2 separate regions of the Hordeum vulgare genome follow, and region 1 is linked to region 2. A link is a contact called in public Hi-C data. All regions are on one chromosome and are shown on one strand. Each heading gives the region's core, a stretch centred on a gene start, on an enhancer-like site or on the middle of the called end of the contact. The rest is flanking DNA. Distances are from core to core; before and after follow the strand shown. Region 1 holds the start of LOC123452104 (serine/threonine-protein phosphatase BSL2 homolog). Region 2 holds the start of LOC123398189.

What was found. Hi-C and Micro-C count contacts between places; a contact is called where the count stands out from the background.
Region 1: a Hi-C map of leaf shows a contact between it and region 2, with 2.9 times the contacts expected there. The contact joins the promoter of LOC123452104 here to the promoter of LOC123398189 in region 2. A contact is called at or near these places in 4 of 6 Hi-C or Micro-C datasets (leaf and seedling) and 1 of 1 datasets of contacts at active chromatin or transcription factors (embryo).

What each region holds. Positions count from the first base shown.
Region 1 is chr5H:520,829,076-520,834,067 of MorexV3_pseudomolecules_assembly, reverse strand. It overlaps LOC123452104 (serine/threonine-protein phosphatase BSL2 homolog), which reads right to left and starts at 2,192. Exons shown (of 21, transcript XM_045128689.1): 1 at 1,550-2,192; 2 at 671-731; 3 at 418-496; 4 at 62-141. The coding sequence starts at 1,943.
Region 2 is chr5H:520,601,955-520,607,420 of MorexV3_pseudomolecules_assembly, reverse strand. It overlaps LOC123398189, which reads left to right and starts at 2,460. Exons shown (of 1, transcript XM_045092689.1): 1 at 2,460-3,453. The coding sequence starts at 2,495. The coding sequence ends at 3,085. LOC123452103 (GTPase LSG1-2-like) reads right to left here. Exons shown (of 7, transcript XM_045128688.1): 7 at 4,309-5,466. The coding sequence ends at 4,455.

The sequences.
Region 1 (4,992 bases), core at 943-3,442, 230 kb before region 2:
GTCAGAAGAGATAATGAAGAAATACAATTCTCAAATCAAATTAGTGAAGAATAATAATTACCTGTGCCATCGCGGTCTCTGTTGTGTAAGATCTAGAACATGAAGATCCTCCGCAGATAAACCAGCTGGGCCAATACCACCCTGGATGGCAAGAAATGATGAAAGAAAGATGAGATATTTAATGGTTTACCTCCATAAAGCTTTGTAAGCAATAAAGAAAAACCCTTACAAAATTCAGCCCATGTTTTAAACAATTATGCTACGCTGGTTACCTTGGTTAGATTTGCTTGGGAATAGTCAAGGGTCGTTGTTGTTTTAAACAGCAAAAACAGGTAATAGCAAACTAGTTATCTCGAAGAGTAATAAGGCACCAGTCTGGTCACTAGATTGATACGCCGCTAGTAAAAAAACATATACCTGAATGACAACCATGGTTCCAACCGCGGTTGCTACATGTGCAGCTCTTGGTGAAGGAGGCTCACCAAGTGGAGTAAGCCTGACAAAGTAGTATTGTGCTCAGATTAGCTGATTTACTGAGTTCTAAAAGCAGAATTATCATGGTACCCTAAAAGAGAAGAGTTGTGGAGACTTTACTTAAGTAGCAGCCCAAGTATGATATGTTGAAAACAAAAAAGAAGAAGAGCAGGAAACCATTTATGGAATACCCTACCTGCTCCACTTATTTGATAATACATCGTAACAGTGGACATCTGCTGTGGCACCGGCTAGACCTGCGACCAAGGAGACCGTTGAGATAGGAATAAAATCAGAATTGCTGGCCAGATAAGATCGTCTATTTTTTCACTGCAGAGAATGATTTTGACACTAGAGCAATTAAACTTGTATTTTAAGCTTCTTCCAAAAAGATTACACAAGTTGGTATTCAAAAGAGAAAGCCGCTAATTTCATGCCAGTGACAGGTCTTGAATAAGTTCCATTACGCTCCTATTTTGCTTACATAAAAAAAATGGTTCCTCCTGCTATCTTCATAGAATAGGCACAACTAGAGATAGCACACGATTGGGAACAGTAGAATGATCCTGTAAACCAACCAGCCAACTATATGATCCTATAGACATTTGGCAACTTTAGATGATAGAATTGAAAGAAAAATTGTCCGCGGGATAGGGGATTTTATTCATAAAGTTGTCTTACTACTCAATTTTACTGCTACCTGAAACGGCATTGAACGTTCTAGCCCAGGGAATCAATTTGGTATTAGGAACCAACCAGCAGCAACTATATTCAGCATTTGAGCTGAGTAAATCCAATTCATTAAAATAGCTTGAATTTAATTCATGAATAAAAGTCATATCGGAATTTCTGCATCTTTCGGCTTCCTAAACACACTCAGAATTAGCCCATTTTAGCCACAAAATAGCAATGATTCCTCGGGAAATGGCCTGAAGCCTGGGAATTCATTTTCATTTCAAACTGAAAAAAAAAATCCTCTAATAGACTGGCCCGGAACAACTCTGGCCACGAGATAACAGCAATCGACGGTGGAGACCATTAGAAATGACAGGGCATGTGGGATAAAAGGCATTACGGATCCCAGCGCTGCCAGCTGAGGAGGGAGGCGTTGCAGAGTTGCCCTCTAGCGCGGTCGCGCCGCCGAAGAGGATCAGCCGAGGCCCGACGTAGCCAGGCGAGCCCTCCTCCCCGACAGCCGGCACCGCGGTGAGCGTGTGGCCGCAGCGGCACCCGGGGCCGTCCTCCTTCTTGTCGATCACCGCGTTCACCGCCGTGTACCCCGGCGCGGGCCTCGGCCCCGATCCTGCAACCACGGCCGGCGAGGCCGGGGCCGTCGCGGGCGTACCGGGCGTCGACGGGGCGGACGAGGAGGAGGTCTCGCTCCCCGAGCCACGGCCGAGCGCGCCCGCGGCGGTGGTCGCGTCGGAGTCGGAGTCGGACTCCGTCGTCATGCGCGAGTCGACGTCCATGGCCTGCTAGGGTTGGTCGGCGGGGCCCGAGATCCCCCGCGCGCGCCGGCCCTAGGAGGCGCGCGCCACCGCGGCCAGAGCCGTGGAACCGGCCGGCGGAACCCTAGATTCCCCCGCCCGGCGCGCGGCGAGATTCGGGGGGCACCGCGCGATTTGTCGGGTCCCGCTTGTCCGGCCTGCCGCGACGCGATGCGATCGCGAGGGAGCGCGTGGGGAGGGAGGTGGAGGGTGGCGGTGGGGGAGAGGGCGCGCGCGCGCGGCCCGAGGCGCTGCCCCCGGGAGATTTGGGGCGACAGTGGGAATTCGGGAGGCCGGCCGGGCGGTGCGCGCGGCGCGGGCGTGGGGGTGGTGGGGGGGTGGGATGGAACGGGGAATTCGGGGTGTCCCTGGGGGGCCGGGTGCAACTCTGGAGGTGCTTTGGTTTTGGTTTTGGTTTTGGTTGGAGCGGAGGAGACGAACGGGGGGACGGAGACGGAGAGAGGCCAAGGACGGACGGACGATCGAGGTGGAGGTGGAGGTGGAGGAGAGACAAGGGAGGCTGTGTGGGGAACGGGACGGGACGACGGAGAAGGGATGGCAAAGCAAAATGGAGCATTTTGGTGCCACTCGGTGCGGTTTTCCCGTTCTGGCCCTCGTTCCTTCGGCTTTGCTTTGCTCGCTCTGCTTCTGGGTGCCGGCTGCCTGCCTGCACAGCGCCTTGCGTTGAGTGCGTCCACATCGTGGTATCCTTTTTAAGCATTTCTAACCGAATCCATTCCCTGTTTATACTACGTGGGACAGACCAGACACGCACGGACACAAAAGTGTTCGGCAATCGGCGTCTAGCCAGCCGTGTCCCTCAAAGGATGGCATCCTGTACAAGCCCGGATGGATGACCAGTCGCAAAATCTCGACCAGCCTTACTTGAAAAAAAAACTCTCACCAGCCTCGTCTCTCATATCGGTCTTATACGTCCGGACTGATTGGCATTCCTCATACCCAGTTCATATCTAAGGTGGATATAAACAGGCTCATATGCCCTCGACGCATCGGACTGACGTGCGGATCCCACGTAAACACCCGTCCAAGCCTAGCGGTCCGCCGTGCCGTCAGAGGGGTCAAATTCAACTATTTTAGTTGGATGGTACGAAGACGCCCAACCCTAGACATGGACCCATTTCCCTCCCCTCCATGCCACCACTTTCGTCCGTTCGCAGCTCGAAGCTCGCCTTCCGCTATAGCCATGGCCCCGCAGCAGATCGCCACCCTATAGCCATGGTCGTCAATGTATCGCCACTTTTGCAATGCTCACTCCAGAGTGTTGGTTAGAGCTCCTTGAGGAGATCTAGGCCCGGTGTGAAGCTTGGATCGCAGCTGGCCTGCATTCAGACTCTCTGGAGCATGGGGAGGAGAAGAGGACGCGGAGCAGTAGGCGCCGGTCGTGGAGCGGGGGGAGGAAGGCAAGGCAGATCCGACGCCTCCGGATGCAATGTTCGATATGGTCAATGCGATGGGTGAGTTTGAGGTCACCCAAGTGGAGGAGGAGGCGGAGGTGAAGGCAACTTTTCGCTACCTCCACAATGCACAGGCGGACAAACCCTTCACATACATGGAGTCACACGAGGAACCTGAGCTGCGGGAGGCAGCCATCCAACAGGATTCAAGTCCATCCGGCACTACCGACACATAGGTCATCTACATCTCCTACGATCAGTAGGAGTAGGTTAGTTTTATCTATTTAGCAGTACATAAATTTTATGTTGCATGTTCTAGTATGGATTTCAAGTATGAACTTTGAGGAATGCGGTTGCACGAGACGCAAAATGAGAGGTGATCGGGCACTCTCCGTGGACGCGTCCGGATGCATCTGAGGGAGTCCGAGATTAAGGGGTCCTTGGACCGTTGGTCTATCTCTATAGGCCGGACAGGTGGGCTGCTCTATTTAGCAGTACATAAATTTTATGTTGCATGTTCTAGTATGGATTTCAAGTATGAACTTTGAGGTATGCAGTTGCACGAGACGCAAAATGAGAGGTGATCGGGCACTCTCCGTGGACGCGTCCGGACGCATCTGAGGGAGTCCGGGACTAAGGGGTCCTTGGGCCGTTGGTCTATCTCTATAGGCCGGACAAGTGGGCTGCTTTGTGACTATTACTAAAGGGACGAACTATGAGACGACGTTGTGTTCGGCTAGGAAACCTCCAAAGCCTTGGTGTGTGCTCCAAGTCAAGATGCTCGAATCGGCATGCTTATCCCTTGATTATAACCGACCATATGTAACCCTAGGTACCCTTGGTGTCTGTATAAACCGGAGGGTTCTAGTTCGTAGGGGACAGAACCATCATCTAGGGTTTAGTTCATCTGGTCTCGTGGTAGATCGACTCTATAATTGTCATATACACATCAATATAATCAAACATCAAGTAGGGTTTTACCTCTATGAGAGGGTCTGAACCTGGGTAAGTACTATCCATGTGTTTTCCTGTTCCCCATTGATCCAAGATCCACAACTCGGGACCCCCTACCCGAGATCTGCCGATTTTGACACCAATATTGGTGCTTTCACTGAGAGTTTCGTTGTGGGGTCGCCAAAGGATTGAAGGCTCGCTTAGTCATCAACGATAGCATCCACACCCCAGATGCCTTCGTCCCCCGGCTAGTGATGACGAGATGATGTATATACTTCTCGATCCTCGTTGGTTACCCCAAGTGAAAGGTTGAGATGTTGTCAGCAGCAAGTTTTCCCTTACACGGAGACTGTAAGGTTTATCGAACCAGGAGGACTCCGAGGATCAACAAGTAGGTGTCTCCTACCCTGGCGCCAGCAGAAGACGTGGACCTGGACACACACAAATAACTTTGCTCCCAACGAATACAGAGAGGTTGTCAATCTCTCCGGCCTCATAGTTTGAAAAGGATCAAAACACAAGCGGGAAAAGTGATAGTGATTGCAACGGGAAATTAAATGAAAACATTAAATGATGGAGGTGTAAGAAATGATGGTGATATGGACCGGAGTCACATAATGTTCACTAGTGATGCATCTCTTCCAAAAAACGATAAACAACTA
Region 2 (5,466 bases), core at 1,211-3,710:
TGAAAACCTAAAAATCCATGGACAACTTATAAAATGAACCGGAGGGAGAGTACTTCTTGAGTTTCAAAAATTAAAGTTCTAAGTTTGTCATAAGTCTAACTTTGCAGATATTAGCTTTTTCTAATAAGTTGGTCAAACTTAATATTTTTTTTTGACTTAGAACAAACATATAAGTTTTTTTTAAAAATTAACGGACGGAGTACTTTCCACTTCAACTCTTTCGTTGATGTCACATTCTCCCCCTGAGTGTATCGAAAGAAGGCATCAACACCCGACTCCTCCTTAAAAAACATCAGACTCTATTGTCACGACGCACGGTATTTAATTGTTGTTTGATAACAACCGTGAAAAGCACAATGTATTTTTCATTCAGGAGTCGTGGAAGAGAGCTTTATTTAGATCATGAAATAGTGTTACTACAATCCTGAGGAGACCAAAATGTACTAATACAGAAAACAATAGACATGGATCCATGAAGAAAGATCACTCGAATAATACGGTACATACATGCGAGAATGATGAAAAGAATTGTACTATGTTTTTGTTCTTTGGGTGTCTCTTCTCAACACTGGTGTAGGTATCTCCCGACAAACATGGACGGTTGTGTTTGGTGTAATGGTGGCCAAAAATCTTGGTTTAGTATCAGCGAGTGGCTAACCCAGCCATATCTTAGATGTCAACATAGCACCATAAGGAGGTGATTCACATGTTGATGGATGACGCGAGACTAGTCCCTCCATCACCACTCCAACCTTCTTTAGGAATTGGTCAGTCGTCACATTGTCGTGTCATTAAAAGTGTGTTTGGTTGACGAACCAACTGTTATGGAATAAAATGATTCCATTTCAAAGGATGAAGCGAGGACGTCCTTTTCATAGATGCTTTGTATCCCGTGGCCATATCGTTACTGATACAACATCGCATCTGACCTACCTCATGGATGAAGTGAGGGCGTCTTTCTCCTCTCGGTGCCGGTAATACCAACGTTGACCACGACCCTCCATTTGAACCCTACTCTAACAATGGTTGGAGTGACGACATAAACATTTTGTTGTAGCATTAACGCAAAGAAACCACACATGTTTTAAGAAGAACATCGAGGAAGTATAGAATATAATCGTCATGAACCACCCAACCACATAAAAAATAATACAAGAGTACCTTTTTAGAAGCAATTAAGTTATGAAAATAGACACGCTCTAGATTTATAGTTCTTATTTATTTATCTTGTACTGTCATGATAAACAATGAATAGATAAGAGGATTTTCCTGTAAATTAAAAAAATGAAAGATGATACTTCCGTTGTCTTAGTTCATAAGGCATGCGCGTCGTTTTAGGTTGATAATTTAATTAGTTAAATATGTATTATATTTAGGACACGTTCGGTAATCCATCTTAAAATTTAAGAATCTACAAAGCACCTGTACAGTTGCTTCACGAATTTTAACTGCAAATCCATCTGTTCCGGGAACAGAGCCGCGGAGCGGAGAGACTCCGAACGGGGCCTTAGTTAATGAATAATATATTTGAAAACTACATTTGCTTAAGAATCAAATGATATATTTTTTATGACATATAATTTATATTTAGCTGCTAATTAAATTCTTTACCTAATAATAAAGAGGCTATCGCTTCCGTCGGAAAACCCACCGAGGTGATTTTACAAAAAAACACTTACTGTTTATGACATTAAACTCGTAGTATATATTAAATGTTTTTTAAAATACTCATATCTTTTAAACCGTAACTCCAAATTTAACATATTATATATGGAATTTGATTAGAAAGATATGTAGAATATAAATATGATATTAGTTTATCTGTTAAACGTTTAATAAAAATATTATCTAGGGTGCAATCTTAATAAATAAGTCATTATTCGTCTTTCTTTCATACCGGTACTCATCCGGGTTGGGGATGAACACGTTAACAAAATCAGGATTAGAGATGAAACTGAAGGTCACTTGACTGATTCTTTGTACGTATTAAATCTACATGCAAGCCGTGTTAAAATAGAAGACCTGTGAAATTTTAAACTGCATTTTTGTAGGATAAGACGATCTTTATTTGTGTCGTAACTACAAATTCTTAGATTATAGATCATTTTTTATAAATTAAGAGCGTGTGGTATTTCTTTCTCCCGTTGAAACGCATGTGCTTTTTTGCTAGTAATGGTCTAAAACTACATGCATGTCTTAGAGGGAGTACGAAGAAAAAACATTCCTCTTTGCCACGGACGGAGTAGCACCTTGTCGTCGATGCCGGCAAGTGACGAAAGAGGAGAAGTAGTCCAGTACATTCTTTTAAAAAAAACAAAACTAGTCCACGCCGGACTCGACTGGCTGGGCTGTTCCTCTCTACCCGTGCTCCCAAAGCCCACTCATTTAGGCCCAAAAATTGCGACCTCGAATAGGGTTTAAGATTCCCCGGTCCTCGCAGCTTCTAGGAAGCCCCAGTCCGATCCAACAGGCAAAACCCCCTCACGCTCACGCGATGGGAGTCGCCGCCTCCGCCGCCTCCCCTCCCCCGGAGGCCGCCGATCCACCATCCAAAGAAGATGCCCAGCATGGCTCCGCCGTCGCCGCAGAAGCTGCGCCCCCGGAGGCCGCTGCGCCCGCCGATTCACCGGCGAAAGAAGAGGCCCAGTCCGCTCCCGGCGGCGAGGCGGACGCGGCTGGGGAGACGGTGGTCCTGGACGCCTCCGCGGAGGGCGGCGAGGAGGAGGAAGGGGAGTGCGGGTTTTGCCTGTTCATGAAGGGCGGCGGGTGCAAGGAGGAGTTCGTGGGTTGGGAGAAGTGCGTGGAGCAGGCGGAGGCGGAAGGCAGCGACGTCGTCGAGCGCTGCTACGACGCCACCTCCGCGCTGCGCAGGTGCATGGACAAGTTCCCCGACTACTACGAGCCCATCCTCCGCGCCGAGCGCGCCATGGCCGAGGATATCGAGGCCTTCAAGGCCAGCGAAGCCTCCGGGGCCTCCCCTGCCTCGCCGCCGCCCCCGGCGGCCGAGGAGGAACAGGGCGACAGTAAGAAGCAGGCAGATGCGGCGACGGCGGTGGCGAAGGAGAAGGAGGATCTTGCGGTCTGATCCCCTAGGCGCTGGATCTTGCGATTTTTTGGTGAGATTTGAGGCATCCTTGATGTGGATTATTTTGTTTTACCTTGGGCGTGATCTGCACGACTGGAGAGGGTGGCCTCTCCAAGAAAAAAATCGATTCTTTTGGTGGGAATTATACAATTGTTCACGAGTTCTAACTCGTGAATTAATATGGAGAAGTGATCTTGTGCTGTAATAATCCAATGCATGGATACTGATTTGACACGATTAGCTCTCGTGCTGATCTTATGCTTCAAATTTGTAACGCCCAACTCATCCGTAGCAAACAATTGACAAGAAGTTTGTCCAGTAATCAGTTCGTCAAACAATAACTGAGTGAGCACTAATCTCCGTTTTTAGATGCTGGTTTTGTTCATGGTGCTGTGAGATTTGTCAGTCTTATTTTGGCTTGTTTTAGATATTTGTCGGGTGAATTTGAGCAGTGCAATCTACTCCCTCCGTAAGCTTTTAGTGATCTAAATGCTCTTATATTTCTTTACGGAAGGAGTATACGGGATTACAAGTTACTTGTCAGTAATAATTTGTTTATTTGCATTACAAGTTACAACAGCAAGAATTTCCTGACAAGGTTATAGATACGGAGTTCTCAAAGAATGATTTGATTGGTTATAAATCACCATCTGATTGACACTGCTGGTGTTACCCTGTGCATCATGTTGGCCTTGTTTGCCCCAACCTTCTAGTTTTGTAGAATTCGAGAATTGCAGCCTGTTTGAAGTACATTTGAATTGAAGGTTTCAGCGGTATTTCAGTACTCGCTCACTTAGTACAACTTCTAGTGTTTTTATATTATGAGTAGCACCAGTTCTGCGTTTCTGAACGCTATTCTACTTGTAAACGCTGAATTTGTCACGGTTGCTGAACAACATGCAACGTGTTGTGACCTAGGAGTAGTTTTGTTCAGCGACATGTTGGAAGCAGTCCCGTTACAGTCGGCCTCATTTTGCCTTGCACGGCAAGAATGTCTCCTACCTACGGAGTACTCCCTCTGTACACTCTTATAAGACGTTTTAGTAGTGACCTAAAACGTGTACAGAGGGAGTACTTTTTAAGCCTCACTTGAACGATGCAAATTGCTCACATTGCTGAAAACAAAATAATTGACCACGGCTTTCATACCAGCCAGTGAACTGCTAGAAAGAAAAGGCACAGAGCATATACCATTGCAACACACAGAGGGTGGCAAACGCAAGTTTAAACAACATAGAGAAATGTTTTTGGAATGATGTTTGTAGTTTCGGCAACATTTTCCATCCAAACATCATGGATACTTGTAATGTGGGGGAGGGTTACAGAAAGGGGTTCAGGCACGGCACACAAGCAAGCAAAAACTGAAGCACTAACCTACAACGCTAGTGCTACTGGCAGGAGGATTAACAGCGGGCTTCTGGAACACCCTTATAACCCCCGAACCGTCAGCGCCATCGTTTCCAACCCTCCATGATCGGTCCTTCTTCCTCTGGGGTTTCCGGTGGTGCTTGTGGGATTTTTCTTTCTTCATCTTCTTTGTGGAACCCTTGGTCACTTGGCCATGCATGTCAAAAGATGCAAGGTCGCTTAGGGCATGACTGATGTTAGGCTCAGCTTGATTGATGTCCTCGTCATCTTCATCAGAAGCATCGTCGTCTGATTGATCAGCTGCTGCAATACTTGAGCCTTCTTGGTCACTATTGTCCTCTGCATCAGTTTCATCGTCTATCTCACCAGGAGGAAGCTCAAAGTGCGGGATCTTTCCATCAATGTAATCCTTCAGTATCTGTCGAGCAGCCCTGGTCTCATCAGGCAGCCCAGCATGGCTGACATGCCCCCGAGATGTGCAGTAAGCCATCAACAACTCAGCGGCGGTTGGTGGTCGAGATGCTTCCTCATATGCCTTGGGCTTTGGCAGGGTGATTTTGTAAACCTGTTCCAGGATATTTCTTGGCACACGATTTGCTACCACTTGAATTGCTCCTCTGTGCTTTGTCATTCTATCAATTGGCAAGACACCACACGCCACCATCTCATGCCTCGAGCTTGAAAAAGAAGGGAAGACCAGACCAGGACAATCACACAGCATGAGCTCTTCTGAGATTATCAGTGTCTGGAAATGCTTGGTCTTGCCAGGCGTAGATGTTACACCAGTCTTCTTCTCACCGACAAGAGCATTGATGGTTGAACTCTTCCCAACATTTGGATAGCCAACAAATCCAACAACCACACGCTTGGGTCGCACCAAGGCAGAATCAGAACTAGATTCATGTTCCTCTCCAGCAGCGGATGTACCCTTTTGGCTCACAATATACTCCGCTTCACCCTGCAACCTCACCAGGAGCTCTTCCCGGCCATATATCTTCGTATCAAGTTCTGTA